Regions from separate parts of the Danio rerio genome. Here region 2 is linked to region 1. The links are chromatin contacts, called in public HiCAR-type maps. All regions are on one chromosome and are shown on one strand. Each heading gives the region's core, a stretch centred on a gene start, on an enhancer-like site or on the middle of the called end of the contact. The rest is flanking DNA. Distances are from core to core; before and after follow the strand shown. Region 1 overlaps plekha6 (pleckstrin homology domain containing, family A member 6). Region 2 overlaps plekha6 (pleckstrin homology domain containing, family A member 6).

What was found. HiCAR-type assays count read pairs that join an accessible place to other places.
Region 2: a contact with region 1 is called in a HiCAR-type map of caudal fin, with 4 times the contacts expected there. The contact joins two enhancer-like sites. A contact is called at or near these places in 2 of 18 Hi-C or Micro-C datasets (embryo and hematopoietic stem cells) and 1 of 4 datasets of contacts at active chromatin or transcription factors (caudal fin).

The regions. Positions count from the first base shown.
Region 1 is chr11:25,474,617-25,479,206 of GRCz12tu, forward strand. All of the region lies in intron 7 of plekha6 (pleckstrin homology domain containing, family A member 6), which reads right to left. Among named protein-coding and RNA genes, the nearest start is that of golt1a, 59 kb to the left of the region's middle. Within about 2 kb of position 1,780, at least 2 of the 62 cell types and tissues checked have an H3K27ac peak or open chromatin away from gene starts, as enhancers often do. A contact at or near this core is called in caudal fin, where this site is marked.
Region 2 is chr11:25,586,450-25,591,083 of GRCz12tu, forward strand. All of the region lies in intron 1 of plekha6 (pleckstrin homology domain containing, family A member 6), which reads right to left. Among named protein-coding and RNA genes, the nearest start is that of plekha6, 21 kb to the right of the region's middle. Within about 2 kb of position 2,717, at least 25 of the 62 cell types and tissues checked have an H3K27ac peak or open chromatin away from gene starts, as enhancers often do. A contact at or near this core is called in caudal fin, where this site is marked.

The DNA.
Region 1 (4,590 bases), core at 530-3,029:
TTTAAATGTACTTTAAATAAAATACACTTTAATTGAACTTAAAGTATGTCTATTTTAACACAACATATTTCAAATAGCTTAAAGTTAATCTTAAGTATATATAAAATAACAATTAATATGTTTAAAAATAACACATGTAATATTCACTTATAGTATACTACAATTAAAATATGATAATTACGTCCAAAAAAGTACAACTTAAGAACTTAAGAACTTTTTTTCACCTGGGTATTTACTATTTTTGTACCTTTAGGCAGATCCTTTATTCTTTATTCTTTAATCTGTTGAACGAAGAAAGCTGAAAATCAGTGTCCATAATCTTTCATAGTAGCAAAACAACTACAATGGAAGTCAATTAGAACCAGTTTTCAGCTTTCTCCAAAATATCTTCTTTGTGTTCAACAGAAAAAGGAAAGTAAAATAAGTTTTGGAACGAGTGAAGTGTGAGTAAATGACAACGTTTTTGGTGAACTCTCCAATTAAGGTCTTTTTTAAGAAAGTGCAATCAAATAAATCAGTCATGCAATGTCTTATTTTTTATTTAAAGTCCATGAATATACCGGGGAACATCTGTGCAAGATTTAATAAAATAAATATTGTCTAGGACATGCAGATTAGATTCAGAAATATAATAACTAAATGTACAAATATAATTAAATCATTAACTGATCTAAAATGACCTATGGATTTACTTTATTTAATGATTGATAATCAATTTAACCAAATGTATGCAGGCATTTAAAGATACTTATTTACTTCTGTCCCCATTATTCATGCTCATGTTAGAAACGCAGACAGGTGAATCTGATCTTGTCATGCAGATGCAGGAGCAAAGAGAGGTGCTCGGAAATACCTACTAAATGTGGCTCAACGACACAATGGAGAAAAGTCACTCAGGGGCCCTCAGAGATATTGGAAACAGAGGAGAAAACACTACATAAGGATGACTAATGGACATGTTTATAGTAAAAGAGTGATCATAGTGTGTATTAATATCCTGGGGAAAAATAGCAGTTAGTATAAATGTGACTTTGCTCAGTGATTTATTATATTAAAAAATAGTATGAAACCTGAAAATGTAAAACCTTTGCGTGAATACAGCTAGACAGAATAACCGGTTTGAAAAAACACTGCAGTAAAACAAATTCACCACACGGGGGCAATAGAGAACAGTATAGTGTAATCTGTGAGCAAGTGTTGACTGTTTTGATTCAGTGTAAACAGCTACAAAGAAATTATTAAATAAAAGTTTATTTTATTGTTAACTGCTTAATATAAATAATATATATATATATATATATATATATATATATATATATATATATATATATATATATATATATATATATATATATATATATATATATATACTTATTTCTTTTTTTTACAATGTAAAAATGCATTATTATTATAAATATTAATAATATTAATAAAATACATCCTTGTAAAATCAAATTCTTATCAATTATATTACTGTATTCATGTATACTGTATTATATCATATGACATAACCTAAAACAAAGGCAGATAAACTACTAGTAGACATTATAACAACAAAATATATACAAAAATGACTTTAGCAACATTTTCAGCACCAACATTTAAAATACATGGTGACATTTTGTCATTTCAAAGGCATTTATTGCTAATAAGCTGATGACACAACCTCTTATTACTAAAACAGTCACCAACGTTTGATGAAACATACAGGGTGTGTTTTTAAATGATGAAACATGACACTGACTGGAAGCTATAATAACCTGACCATAAAAATATAATGTTGTAATTAAGCATTTTCCCCAGTGCCAATCCTTTCAATTAGCCTTTTAAACAATGACAAACTCCACTACTAGTCATTGCAGGGCGTGCCAACTACAGTTTCATACCATTTAATAGTTAACTGTTTCATAGGACAGTTAGTTAATTGACAAGACAAAACCTGTTGAGCAGGGCTTGTTTATGCTACTATACAATAATTTACAGTACAAATGTACATATATGTGACCCTAGACCACAGTCTTATGTTGGTAGGAAAAGCCAAAAATATACTGTATGAGTCAAAATTATCGACAAAATAAACATTTATTTTTTTTATTAACAAGTGTTCTGCTTCATTTTCAAAGATGGCCAAAGGAGCTCAGATGCACTGCAAAAATCACCAAAAACTCACAACACAGACTGCAATGGAAATGTGTTAGGGGACCCCAAAAAGTTAAAAAATAAAAATATATAAAACCAACTGCTTTCTGTTTAACTGTTGTCTGAGACATGAGAGGTGAGTTTTTTTATTCTTTTATCTTCTTGGTTATTTGTTGTTTAAATATTTTAGCTCTAATAATCTGATGAATTTAACTGACGTTAAATGAAACATAAGTCGGGTTTGTCACTTTTGTTGTCCCCAAAAATATTTATATTGTGGGAATTTGTGTGCATTTGTGTTGTCAAATTGATGAAGATGTTTTCTTAGGTTTTTTTTATGTTTTTTTTTTCAATATGTAATTTTTCTTAACTTTTCTTAAGCAAATTTGAGTATTTTCAGTTTTCATTTTCATTTTCATTTTTGGCATTACATTGTCTTAATCTTTGATTTAAATTGTTTTATGTTAAAAATGTAACTTAGTCTAACAAAGTGATTTAATGGACATTTTTGTTAGTTTGAAACCAAATACATAGAAAAAAAACAATAAATCATTCATTCATTCATTTTCCTTTGGCTTAATCCCTTTATTCATCAGGAGTTGCCACAATGAAATGAACAGCCAACTTATCCAGCATATGTTTTAGCATATGTTTAGTATTTTACGTTTTGTCAGTTTAGTTTTGTTTCTTACAGGACCAACCCAGATAATATATCAGATCAAAGTACTAAAGAGCTCAAATTCTATTTTAAACTTTTCGAATTAAAAAAGTTGTTAGAGTACAGACAAAGTCCCTTTAAGGCAAATCATTTCACTCGGCAGCCATCTTTGAAACACCTCTCGGGCAGTATGATCAGGCACTCTGTCTAAATGGGAAAACATCAAATTCTTAAAAACTGCTTGCCAAGTTTACAATTGAATTTCATATCAGGAATCACCAATGAAATTAAACAACTCTCTCTGTAGTTTAATTTATACACATCCAAATCACACAAAATCTGAAGATACTCACATCTAGTGACTGCCTCCTCTACTAGAGGGCGGGATTTATTCGCCATATAGGGATTAATGATTATTCGTTACACTTTTCCCAATTCAAAAACATACGAGTGACATGTCTTGTACAAATCACGGTAATAATGCAGTCATAGAGCACTAACAAAAAGTATCAGATTGAAACTCAGTATCTGCAGACACTCAATGTTAAATTACTCATATTTTACCCCCCACCCCTAAAAGAACAAAAAATCAGGACATCCCTAATAAGAGCACTCATTTCCTGTCTACTTACTGCTTTTTGTTTGCATACTTTAAATTTTTTCTGAAACTGATAGGATCATGTGTGTCACTCGAAGTAGAGGACAAAAACAAAAGTTTGCCTTAAGTTTTGCCGCTTGCATTGTGGAAGTTTACAGAAATCTGGCACAAAATCTGTCGCAAGTCCTTCTTGTACCTTTGTACCTGCCAAAAGAGAGCCTTGTTTAGTTTGATTGAACCTCTCCCTGAGGAAACTGTCAAACCCTCCTGCGCTATTGATTCATTTCTGGGCTTGGCAAGAATCTGTGCTTACTGTTTGCATTTGATTTTATAGTGAAGCCATTGTTCCTGTGCACGCGGGTTATTACTAAAAGGCTCTGAGCTGGCATTTTTATAGATGTGTTTAACTTTAACACAGTATTTAAACCTTCATTATAGTTTAACCAAGCTTCAAATGCATCTTTAAAGGGATAGTTCACCTAAAATTGAAATGTACTCTTTGTTTTCTCGCCGTCATTTACTGTACTCTCTATTTACTTTAATTAAATTGTTCCAAACCTTTCAAACACAAAAAAAATTGGAATCAGGTAGCCATTGACTTACATAAAAGAAAAGAAAAACAAACTGGTATGATAGTTATTGGTTCCCAGTTTTCCAAATAATAATAATTTATATATTTTTATAATAAATAAATTAATTAATTCATTAATAAATAAATTCAGCTAAAGTAAACCACAGTATTAAACACAGACTTTTGGATATATTACTATTGTGCTGAACAGATGGAAAAAATGAAAGATGGGTACAGAATTTGTATTTTTGTGTGAACTGTGTCTTTAAGGAAAGAAATCAAGTGCAGCAGTCAGAGGTGTTTGGCAGAATGTAAAAGGTATTTGACGCTGTTTTGTGAGGAAGCATGACCAAGTCAAGTGTGTTAAACTGAAGTGACATGATTTATTTGGTGCTAATTTGTCAAGCTGTCACTAATAGAATGATTCTTAGAGTTAATATTATAATGTGAAGAGGTAATGTTAAGCTCATAGGTTTTCTACATGAGCAGTCAGTTATAATCAGTGGGATGCTGTTATTCAGAGATATTTGACTACTAAATAACTTACTGTTAAAGACTGTTCAGTCAGAGAGTTTTTGGGAGAGAAGTGTGATAAACTTTAATGCACCATCCTCTTAAAGAGAC
Region 2 (4,634 bases), core at 1,467-3,966, 110 kb after region 1:
TATAGACAGGCAAGTGTTTTATGCAGCGGATGAAAACGCTAATCTAATTAGCTAGCGTGTTGTTAAGGATCTTTGATGATTAGACCTCATGCTGGCCCTTATCAAAGAGGGTTTCTAAATTCATTAGAGCCGAGCGTAGCGAAAACACACCCTGTCTATTGACTATACTCGGCCTTGTCCTTGCTGTGAGCGGTGTCTTAACACAGTAGAATTATCCATTTAGAGATTTGTCCTCTGTGTGTCACTTCTAATTAAACACACTGTTTATTCCTTCAGGTCATTAGCTCAATCGATAGTGTTAAGATTAAGATTAAATCAAAGGAACAGTTAACTTAAAAATATCTATTCGGTATTTATTTACTCATCCTCCGCTTGATACAAACTTGTTTGTGATTCTTTCATCTGTTGAACACAAACAAAGATCATTTTGAATGTTTTTATAGTATTTTTTGTTGTTGTAGAGTAGTTTTACTATATGTGTCGTTGGCTACCGGTTACCGGCATTCTTCAAAATATCTTCCTTTGTGTTCAACAGAACACAGCAACCATAGAAGTTTAGAATAAATAAGTGTTTTTGAACCGTGCTTTAGAAAGGTGTATATAGGTGTATAAAGCTATTATGGTACTTACAACACTTGACTTTTTGATGTTTTTGGTGTGGTAAAATCAAATCAAATAAATTTACTGTCATAAATTTTAAATTGTAATGATAAATTTCAAAGTTTCCCATGTAAAATGGTAAATATTTACACATTTACTTCATGTAATACATAGTGAAAAATAATAATTATATATTAAATAATAATAATTACATAATGATTAATAATTGAATGATAATAATAATATGATGTTAGTATTAATTTACTTGTAACATTGAAATATTTTTGGCGGCACACTTGGTAGTGATGTCGCCTCACAGCAAGAAGGTCGTTGGTCGAGCCTCGGCAGGGTCATGTGGCGATTCCTCCGGGTGCTCCGGTTTCCCTCATATAGTCCAAAGACATGCGGTATAGGTAAATTGGGTAAGCTAAATTGTCCATGGTGTATGTGTGTAAATAAGAGTGTATGGGTGTTTCCCAGTGATGGGTTGCAGCTGGAAAGATATCCGCTGTGTACTGTGTAAAACTTATGCTGGATAAGTTGGTGGTTCATTCTGCTGTGGTGACCCCTATTTAATATAAAGGGACTAAGCCGAAAGGAAAATGAAGGAATGAAATAAGCTTATTAATTTTATGTAAATTTGAATTGAAAATTACTGAATTGGTTGGCAAAAATAATTAAACCTACTAACTTGTAACTAATAATATTTGTACTTGTTGGTGTTGATAGCTAGTGAGATACTATAAAACTGTATCTCTTTCCATAGCAACTAAAATTACCACAACAGTATTGATTCAAGTATTAGAATGGTTCAAAAACACTATAGTATTCATTTTAATGTAGGGACGCTCAGCATCTTATGGATTGTTTTCAACTACATGTTTCTGGTGACCCGGGAAATTCATAAGGAGGGCATGTAGTACAAAAATGAATGGGAGACACAGAGAAAAGATTGTATTTTTGTGATTTATACTATCAAAAGAGAAATGAATAGAAAACAAACACATATGTTGGGCATGATCCTTATATCATGAAGAGGGCTGAGTTTTCTACTGAACTAAAATATATTTGCCTGTCACCGACACAGTAGATACTGTATAAGCTATCACGTTACATGAAAAAACACGATAGTAAATACTATAGGGTTTGGAAGTATACTATAGATAATTACTTGAATTAAACTGTTGTGGTAATTATATTGTTGTGGTACAATACAATTTTAGTAATAAACAAATTATTCAATAGGCTTAGTTTTCAAGGCTAAGTTTATCAGTTTACTATGCTACAATATTCTGTAGTATTCATTAACAAAGAACACATTACACACTTTTCTATATGGTATAAAACATGTTTATTACAAATAACTATATTTTCTCTTTGTTATTAATCTATGATATTATTTATTTATTTTGTTAGTGGGGAAAGTGCTCTACAATAATAACTGTCTAGTTTTGTCGCAAAGGTTGCCTTTATTTTTTGTTTGATCGATGAATTTAATATCAACAAACATTCACCACTGCTTCACATATAGACGTTAACGTTACAGTTGTTTACTCCATCAAAGTACAGAAGACTTTGATTATTGCAAAACAAGAGGGAGATTTCATTACAGTGATTACAGGCAGGGTACGTTATTTATATTCTCCTGGATTTTGTATAAGTGTGGTGGTGTTTGAATCTGATCTAAACAACAGATTCAACAAATGTTTGTACACATGGATGTATTCCCCCCTTTATGAGCGAAAACTTTTGGAAATCTATAAAAACGTATATGTATTAAACAGTCCAATGTGTAATGAAAGTAACTAACAAAGCAGCATGAATAAATAAGGTATAGGTGTACAATCACTTGAGTAAATGGTGAGTAAATGCCATTTTTGGCTGAACTATCCTGTTTAAGCAAATGCATGTTGCCACAAATCAAGTTTGGAGTCACTGTCATGCCAGTCAGAGATTAGAGCAGATTGTGTCAGACATCTGCTGTGACGAAAACACTTGGCACGTGGCGAGAGAAAAGAGAGCTTAACAAAAGGAGGCAATCACAGCATGGTGCTTTGTGTGGAGGTGGAGGAAGGGTTGGAGATCCTATTCAAGTCAATTATGCTTCAGAGGCTGCTATTGGCTGCTGGTCTATAATGACAGCCCCTCCCAATACTCTTGGTCCCACCCATTGATGGACTGAACACAAAGGGAAGAGAGACAAGAGGACAAAGAAAGAAGGATTCGGTCCTGTTAATGAATGATCTGCAATTATTTCAGCACAAGATATAATTGGAAAATTGATATTTTTATGCAACTGCTAAATGTCTATCAGTTGGTTGGTGTATGTGTTATATAACGTGGATGGGATTGGGAAAATTAAATTAATAATTTAAAATAATTAAATAAAATAATATAATGACTCAAATCAATCTATAAATTGTGTTTTATAGGCTGCTGTTGGCTGCTGCTGATGGCACATCGCAATATAATAAAATATTATTTTTATTTTTTTTTTTTATAAACGGCATTCATTTTATACCAGATGATTAATAAATATAATTATGAAAAATTAAATATAAGTATGTTTAAAAATAAAATAGCATTTAATTTAAATCCTGTTGGATAAAATACATTAACTGAAAATAAAAGTCACCTTTATTTAATAGCTGAAAATAAAATTTAATTAAAATTGCTGTTGGATAAAAAAAAAGAATTTAAAAAGTCTGCTTTATTTTAGAAGCTGCAAATTTAAATTAAATTAAATTAAATCATTAAATTAAATTTCTGTTGGACAAAATGAATAGAATATAAAAAGTCTGCTTTATTTTAGCAGGTCCAAAATGAAATTAATTTAATTGCTGTTGGATAAAATAAATTAAATTAATACAAAAATCTGCTTTATTTGATTGCAAAATAAAATAAAATAATTATGTTTTGATTAATTCTCAAGATGAAAGCCAAGCCTATCTGAATCCAATCATAAATGACATTACAAACAGTAGCAGGAAGTTTTTCCATCTGAAAACAATCTCCGGCACATATGCAGTCAGTCAGTCCAGCTGTATGAGCAGCACTATACCAGACTTTATAGTTCAGTGCTACAGCAGTGCTTGTCTGACAGACTACAGCATCCCACAACTCACAGACTCAACATGAAAGCTCATCAAGCTGCCCGTCTGCATCATTTATAGGAGAGAGCAGATTAACCAGATCCAGCTCAACTAACAGAACACTATAAACCCATCGCTCTTCACTGACACAGACTGCCAGTCATATTTCACAGTAAATCACAGCAGCTAGAGGATATTATGCTGACTGCTTGCTTTACAAATAAGTAGTTGAGACTTTGAAACCATTATTTGCAAAGCATGTAAATGAGACACATGGATAAATCAATATTACAGCTTTCACATGCATCTGTTATTCTAAACTACTATTTTGAAACAGTTTCAGAGGCCTAAATGAAATGCCCTTTACGACCTTGTCCTGTAACACTATATTTAGAGATCTCAAAATTATGTCAAGCCTTAATGTTTTGGTTTTGTGGCATGTTTTAAACCCATCTTGGCATAACTTCATGACTTTTCTATATGGTACCTATCAGTTAAAAATAAAAACAAATATATAAAATAAAATAAAACAAAATTGCTGTTGGATAAAATAAATTAATATGCAAAATAAAAATTAAATTAAATTAAATTAAATTAAATTAAAATAAAATAAAATAAAATAAAATAAAATTAAATTAAATTAAATTAAATTAAATTAAATTAAATTAAATTAAATTAAATTAAATTAAATTAAATTAAACCCACCACGGCATAATTTCCTGAAGTTTCTATATAGTACCTGTCAGTTATAAATAAAATAAAACAAATTTTAAATAAAACTATAATTAAAAAATAATAGAAATAAAATAAACAAACAAACAAACAAACAGACATACAAACAAACAAGCAAAAAACAAATAAATAAACCTGTGATATAAATAAATAAATAAATGAATAGATAAAATTATTTAAATTGAAATTAAATTAAACCCAGCTTGGCAT